Regions from separate parts of the Danio rerio genome. Here regions 1 and 3 are each linked to region 2. A link is a contact called in public Hi-C and Micro-C data. All regions are on one chromosome and are shown on one strand. The core of a region is the stretch at or near the end of the contact, and the rest is flanking DNA. Distances in the headings are between cores, read along the strand shown.

Evidence for each region. A called contact is a pair of places that touch in the nucleus more often than the background predicts.
Region 1: a Micro-C map of caudal fin shows a contact between it and region 2, with 3 times the contacts expected there. The contact joins the promoter of si:dkey-225f5.4 here to the promoter of ppp1r9ba in region 2. A contact is called at or near these places in 1 of 18 Hi-C or Micro-C datasets (caudal fin) and 1 of 4 datasets of contacts at active chromatin or transcription factors (embryo).
Region 3: a contact with region 2 is called in a Hi-C map of embryo, with 3 times the contacts expected there. The contact joins the promoter of ube2z here to the promoter of ppp1r9ba in region 2. A contact is called at or near these places in 1 of 18 Hi-C or Micro-C datasets (embryo) and 1 of 4 datasets of contacts at active chromatin or transcription factors (embryo).

What each region holds. Positions count from the first base shown.
Region 1 is chr3:22,251,517-22,254,216 of GRCz12tu, reverse strand. si:dkey-225f5.4 reads left to right here and starts at 1,250. Exons shown (of 11, transcript XM_073944376.1): 1 at 1,250-1,472; 2 at 2,136-2,162; 3 at 2,285-2,381; 4 at 2,601-2,700. The coding sequence starts at 2,364.
Region 2 is chr3:21,986,399-21,989,098 of GRCz12tu, reverse strand. It overlaps ppp1r9ba (protein phosphatase 1, regulatory subunit 9Ba), which reads right to left and starts at 1,264. Exons shown (of 12, transcript XR_012400947.1): 1 at 1,138-1,264.
Region 3 is chr3:22,335,506-22,338,205 of GRCz12tu, reverse strand. It overlaps ube2z (ubiquitin-conjugating enzyme E2Z), which reads left to right and starts at 1,448. Exons shown (of 7, transcript NM_001002330.5): 1 at 1,448-2,174. The coding sequence starts at 1,786.

The sequences.
Region 1 (2,700 bases), core at 1-2,500, 270 kb before region 2:
TTTTTGTGGAAACCTAAAATTGTAATATAGTAAACCCAAATTTATTTAACATCCACCCACATTGCTATAATATGTATACAAACACAGCAAAAATGTTGGGTTCCACACAATCGATTTGTGTTGGGGCAACATAAAAAATCAGATTACTTAATATTTTAAGTAGATTTTAAGTAGAATAGTGTTGTTTCAGCTTATTTTAAATAAGTCGTTTGAACAAACAACAAATGTCATTTTATTTGAGTGTATGAAAAATGTACAGAATTTAAACTCAAACAAAGTCAAATGTTGCAACTGACACCGAGCAGAGAGATTTGAAACAGTCATTAAAATGTAATGATATTACATTTTCTAAAATATCAGGCTGAAGTTTATTTTTTTATTTTTTTTTGGTAAACAGACTATTTGTAAATTGGTTAAATTGTTAAATGTGTTAAATACAGAAGATTAAAATAACAAGCAACAGTCAACTATCAGACCTAAAAAAACTGAACAAAATCTAGACTAAATCTTTACTAAACTTTTTTCCCTCCAAATTAAATTACATTGAAACGGTGGTACATTGGTAATATGACGAGCTAAAATCAATTTTGTGATTGGGAACAGTTGCAACAGCAACTCTGTCACCATAATTAAACTGTCTGTGCTAGGGAGGCACAATAGCTTGCATGATAGCTATACCTATTTAAAGCTAAGAAAAACAGTGATGTAAATTATATAAACGAATAATGTTTTACAAAAACAGATTAGACAGCATGAGAAACTTTTTTCTTACTTTTTTTCTTTTTAGTAAAGATGAATTTTATACTGAAGGAATTCACATACAGTATGGCTGATGAAAATTTCTCCAGATTGAAGGAGGGTCCAGCAGAATATGTAGTATGAATATCATCACTTGCTCATTCCTGAAGAGAGAATAAAGTCTTTTTGCGACCGTCCCCACTCTCCCCTGTTTATAGTTTTCAGCGTTACATTCCGTCTGTAAACTATGTAAAATGTTATTAAGGCGCGTGTGGTCATTATTTAAAAAAAAGCACAATTAATACAAGAGATTTCTCTGACCCGCGAATGGTGTTTAATACGGTAAGAAATGAATTACAAAATAAAGGTGGGAGATGAGATTTGCAGGTAAAAGTAACGAAACGTTATGGACGTTATGGTACATTACACTGTAAACAATTTTGTACTTTTAGGTCGTAGTTACTGATCAGTGGTCGTAGTACAAGTAGGCGAATTGAGACGCAGCCTGTTTGTGACGTATGCCTCAGAGTTCCGACCAATCAGTGCTTGGCGTGTGAGTTTCAAAACAGAAATGGCGACGGAGAGAGTCGAAGCGTGAGTATTCTGTAACAAATTGTAAAGAAATCTGCATTTCTGGAAATAATCAAGTATCAGATATACAGTTGAAGTGCTCAAATCGTTTAACCATGCACAGATGCTATAAACATCAATGTAATTTGTCTTGTGTGTAAAAGGTACAAAGGGATGAAAGGAGGCAATCGTACAAAGTGACCATTATGAATTCCTCTTAAATATCATTAGCAAATTCGTTCTTTCGGTGATTTTTGACCACTTTTGGTCAAATAAAAGTGTCTTAATAACATTAATTTAACCTCTGTTGCAATATTGACCATTTAGTGTTGTTACATTTAATCCTCTCCTTCTCGTCTGTCATAACACTCATAAGTCTGTCATAACACTCATAACTGTGTGAAAGCAACTTAATCCGTCGCTATTTGAAACTATACAGTTGTAGACTTTTACAAGGTCATTTTATTTAAACTGTTCTGACTTTTCATCTTCAGTTGTTATATTTTGTAGACTTGAAAGTCATAATGGTATGCATGTGAGTTTGACACCCTTAAATGTATGAAGTTCAGTCGACTGTAGCTAACAGTTTGTTGTATGTTCTTATTCATATGAAGTTTGAAATTGCTTAAAAATCTAAATTCAAAGTCTGTATACGATCTGAAAGAAGCAGTTTGCCCTAAAATGAAAATTCTGTTATTATTTACTCATCCTCCACTTGTTCTAAACCAGTTTGACTTTTTCCCCTTCTGTTTAAGACTATAATGCATTGACTTAGACTTTTCTGTTCCTACTATGTCAATGGCTAATTTGTTTGTAACATTCTTCAGAATATCTTTACATGGAACGACTTCATTGTGAGTAATAAACTGTTAGGATATTTTAATGTTGATGAACTATCCCTGTAACATTCAGTGTCTAATTTTTATTAGCATTTTTAAGGGTCTTAATAAGTGTAATTAATATTTTTCAATTTCAGACTGCTGGAAAGGACTGACTTGTCTTCCTCCAAATCATGCAACACAACCGAGTTGCAGGAAACAGGAGAAGGAGAGATTATGGTTCCATATCTGATGGTAAATAAGAGTCTTCTAATATGTAACTTAAACCTCCTACTATGGAACAATAATATGAGTTTCCTTTTTTGTTTTCTTTTGCATGTCATTATTTAAATTTTAGTTGAATTTAAATTGATGTCTAATACTCAATTATCACAGTTTTATCTTTATAGCAGTCAAGATTTAACTAATGAATGTTTGATGTTTTAAAATTAAAGCATTTTGTTTTTTGCCTAGGACTGCCGTCGAAAACAGAAGCAAGTATTTAGGCAGCTGTTTGTGGTGGACGACATGATCCAGCTGTTAGCAGGTCTGGAGTCAGTGGATCAACTGTTGG
Region 2 (2,700 bases), core at 15-2,514:
AATTCCGCCAGTAGTTTCCGAAAGCTTTGAAAATATAAAGCATTAAACATTACATAACTCAAACAAGTCTTCTATCATACGTATCTCCTTAAAATATAAAATTATTATTATGGCCAGCTGTATTTATCGATCAAAATAAACTTTCTAACAATTCAAGAAATGTAATAATATTCTCTTTATTCCAGACACTATGGTGCAATAGTAAAAAAAAAGACAGGCAAAACAATACAAACTACAAAAAAAAGACAGTTAGGCCAATATTTCATTAAAGGTGACTGATAACTAGGCCCACACGGAATCTGCACATGCAGAAATCTGAATGAATAAAATAGCCAAACACCAAAATACTGAATAATTGTTTTGGGCAGCTGTAATTGATACATTTTAAAGGGACTAACTTTTTTTATTTTTAGAAATCTAAACAATCTGATTAACTTTCAGTGTATCAATTCCATCTGAAACAAACAAACAAAAAAATACAACAGATGTTACTAGGAAAAAAAGCTAGACGTTTGTATCATATACCTCAAAGACCAATAAAGTATCTAAAATGTCAAGAGAAATACTTTTGTACATTTAGGGTATCATTTTTGTTCTTTTAGGTACAAATGTGTAATGCCCCAGTGACAGCTTTACCTTTGGTAACTCTTTATTTTGATGATCCACTGAGTATCAGTAAGTTAGACTGTCTGCTTAATATCTGTTGATACTGTACCTTCAAATGACATTTAACTGACTAATTGATTAAGGTGACATCTGATTAAGGTGTGACCTTACCTTTAGAGTAAATATTTGGTAGGACACCTAGTTGCCTCTCAGTATGTAGTGGTTTCTGGGTATTAAATAATAAACTTCTTCAGATTTACATCAAAATATGTCTGGTAATTCTCAACATTGTTAGTCTGGTCGCCAGATTTCCTTCAGTAGTATCTTGTTTTGTTTCTGTTTTCTCCCCATATTTTGCCCAGCACAAACATCCGAACGATTGTTTGCTGAGCTCCACCTTAAAACGGTAACGTTACCTCAGCCACTCCTCCCAGCCTTTGCATTCAAAGTTTTCATTCTAAACGCGGTTTATTGTCTCGTCCTAAAGAAGCCAATTCTCTATTTGATAAATAAAACAACAAACCCGGGTACCCAGACAGCAGGACGTAGTATTCAGTTTGAACTGAAGATGATTCAGTTTGATTCAGAAATGAACCAGATGTCACTAAAAGCTACAGGTATGCACACGGACTTTTAATTTCAGCCAGCCAGTCTCAGCGCTTCCGGTGAACAGTCTTTCCATTATGAAATTGACACGTTTAAGGTCTGATTTCTCCACTGCCTGATAGATATACTATAAAAAGTGGTTTTAGACCAGACAAGCATTGCATTCAATTCCATTCCGCCCTGCCATGTCTTTAAAACATGTTTATTTTACCCTAGTATTTTCAAAGGAGTTTCTGCTCTCGCCTGCTGATCCTGGCAGTGATAGCGGTCTTTTATCTAATTTTACACTGGAACTAAATTAATTCTTACGTCTATTAACTGGATGTATTGTAAGTACATTACAACATCAATGTTTTAAAAGGAACCTTATGGGTTTGAATATAGCTTACACCGAAAGATTATTATTGGTAAAAACACTAGCTGTGCATATACCCCATTAACCTGATGCCATTTTATGTGCTGATACGTGTAGTCTCAATATAGTTACCCATTAAAATTAGGAGTTTAAATATTTATACATACTTGATTAAATACGTACATATTCTAGTTTAATTTTTCAGTTAAGCACTTTAGTTGTAATTTTAAAATTGTAACTTGTATGAACCAGTAGAGGTCGTGAGGAGCCAGAGTTGTTAAGTGCACCCGTCCAGAACCTATCCTCAGTGGTAGCTTTTTAAAGCCCAAAAGCTGTCCAAAACCCGCCCAAATGCACAAAAAACGCCCAAAATATTAGATTAATATTTTATTTTAATTTATTTAAAATCAGAGTAGTTACTTTAACTGTTATAATTTGTTTAACCATACTGCAACCAACACCAGCAGTCACAAAACCACAACATAACAAGATCACATAGAAACACTGCCCCCTCTCACCCACACACTGGACTTTTTGTGTAGATTACACTACCTTATAGAGTATGTTTTACTTTCGAAATGTGGTATTAATCCATCCCATGGCGTTTTAAATTCCTTTTAACAAAATTAGGTGCTGCTTGTTAATCAGACAATACATCTATGTTTGTTCTAAACAAGCTTGCTGTCAATTACGAAAAAAAAGATCAATAAAAGTGTCATAAACTTGTGAGTTTAACTGCAGGCGCTGCGTGATGCACGTGTACACAAAAGGGAGTCAGATTTGTCGAGTCTGATTTTGATACAACTTTCCTTCACTTCCATTTGCGAATGGGCCAACGCGGTTTGTGCTATGCTCTAGTCACTACTAACTGAATGTAGTAGGAACGCATAAATATGTGTTGTTTAATAAGTTGCATACTGTATATACGTCAGCGACAGTGGTGTAGTGGTTAGTGCGTCGGCACTCCGGTGCTCACGGCGACCCGAGTTCGATTCAGCCTCGTGGTCCTATGCCGATCCTTCCCCTCTCTCTGCTCCCCATGCTTTCCTGTCAATTCTCTTTACTTTCCTATCCAATCAAGGGGAAAACCCAGAAAAAAAATAGTTATAAAAATAGTTGTATATAGTTGTATA
Region 3 (2,700 bases), core at 199-2,698, 350 kb before region 2:
AAGGTGAAGTTAAGGTAATTCTGTGTATTCTCACTGCTAAATTATTTGAGTTTTCACCGAAAGCTGAATTCACCTTAAGTTGTTTCTAACCTTAAAAGGGATGGTTCACCCAAAATTGAATATTTACTCACCTGCCCCTCATGTGGTTTCACCCTCAGGTCACTCTAGCTGCATGTGATTTTTCATTCAGTCCAATTCATTTGGAAAAATTCCACATTTGCCTCACTTGTACATTCGTCCCACCGCCTACACCATTCCGGGAAAGTGTCTGCTGAACGCTCAATCTATATTCAACAAATATATAATACAAACTTTAATATTTTTGACAGTTAATGTTGTAATAAAAATGAATCAATCACTGCAGGAGACCTTTATTAACCAGCTGTTGATTAGCTCACAAATCTATTCATAGAGTTGTGAGCACTGTATTGTGGATGGATGAACTGTATTGGACTTGTTTTGGATCCTAGATACAAAACAGTCATTATCTGCCATTGTACAGCTTGAAACTGTCAGAAGCTATATTTTTATATCTTCAAATTGGCTAAAAGAAGAAAGTCACACAGATGCTATGGGGTGAGTAAATAAAGGGCTGATTTTCTTTTTAATGTGAATAAGGGTTTTTCATCTGTTGAACATGATGGAAAATGATTTCAGGCCTGTAACTGGCCTATTGAATAGAGTGTTTTTTTTATTATTATTTCTGAATAAGTGGACTTTTTTGCAAGTATTCTTCTCGATTTTCTATTTAATTATGCGTTTTACTGGCATTTTAAGAACTAATCTTTGATCAGCTTTCCGGATGGTGATCGTAACCGTTGTTAAAGTGCTTACCATAGTAGGCTATTTTACTAAGAAGCTTTTATTTTCAAATTTATAAACCTGTAAGTTAATTAAGATTTATAAATATTGTTATGAGATTAACATTTAAAAAAAATAAAAAGAAATATGGAAAAAGTTGTTAATAATTTATTATTATCCATAATTTAAAAAAAATATATATAGGAATCTAGTAAAACTTGTTTAAAAATAAAAACTATATGGTCAAATAAAAAATGGCCAGCTCATTAAACTGTCCTTAGTCAGAATTTGGCCACTTAATCAAAATTATAATTAAAAGTTAAATGTGTCTAAAAGCCGCCGCCTTTCTGTACTTTCTACAATTTATGATGGCGTAGTAGTCAAAAATATGATGTTGCCATGGTAACAGAAATAACAACGTAATCTGAGACTAATAAAAACTTTGGATAGTTTCCGTAAACTGATATAGATGAAACGCTTGCAAATGTACGCGTCTCGTGCTAACTTTTACTAATAAATTAACCAATAACTATTATAAGGCGTGTCTTACGCCTGACATCGTGTGTATGTCGCATGTTAAATAAATACATTATAATTCTTCACAGGAGTGCACCACTAGACGACGCTGTTTCCACCCAAACGAGGAGGAAGTGAAGAGAAATGAAACAACATTTATAAACAGGCCTGGCCGAGCGAGGAGAAACTACGTTTACGGGCGTTTAGACACTGTTACTCATTGATGTGAACGTTGAATGCTTCGCCGAACACTGCTAATTCGTATAAAACGTTAAACTTAGTTCCTCCTTTGAGATAGGTCGTTATAATAGTTGAGGTCGGAAGAGGGAAACGGGAGAATATGTAGGAGTTATTTCTCGTCCTGCCCTCCTCCACTTGCTTCCGAGCGAGGAGAAACAGAAACTGCAAAGGAAACTGATTGAACTGACAGCTGGTCAAACAGTTTGCGGCTCTTCGGTCTCATCGGCGATGGCGGACAGCGTTACGGAGGAGGCCAACGGTTCCGTGGGGGCGGCGCAGGGCCACGGAGCGCAGTTGTCCGCGAGTTTGGGTAATTCTATACCGGGGCATTCATCAGCCTCACCGCCTCCGGCAGACACCGGCCTGGCTGTGGTCGAGCCCGGGATGGCGCATACCATCACTCCGGCCGTGGAGAGCGGGCTCGGTGTGCTCACCCATGCGGTCAGTTCCACAGTCCCCGTGGCCGTTCTTCCATCCCTGCCGCCCGGTATCGGTTCTGGAGTCCCGGCCGGAGCGGGCCTCCTGTCTCAAATTCACGCCACCTCCTGGGATCCCACGTTAAGCACCGACTGGGACAACGAAAAGGCGTCTCAGCAGTGTATTCTCCGAATAAAAAGGTAACGATAGACTGTCTTGAAGTGTCAGAGTTTGTTTAGGGAAATTTAAGAGAAGTTTTATGTCAGCCTCTTTGCGATTGAAAAGTAAATATTAATGCTGAATGAACTTAATCGATTCAATTTGTAGCTGTCATTTTGTGCTGCTGGCATGGAAATAGTGGACCAAAGCAATAACACATTGTTAAACATTTTTAGATTTTTTATTTTGATGGAACGTTTACTTAATAAAATTTTATTTCAATCCTAAATATACATGTCTTGGTTAAGCCTTTAATAAAATGTTGAGGAATTTAGGTCAAATTAATAAATAGTGATAACCTTAAAATGAAATCATTCAAAAATTTATTGTTATTATACGAAGTTGTTTTTCATTCTAGTTGGGTGTTCTCTGCAAGTCAAAATGTGTGAGGGCTTAATCTTTTATTGTATTGATGCTTTAAAAGCTAAAGTTGTACATTTAATTAAGCAATGTTATTTTCAATAAACCATATGCTTTGGAACTTTCAATTCATCAAACACCATTCTC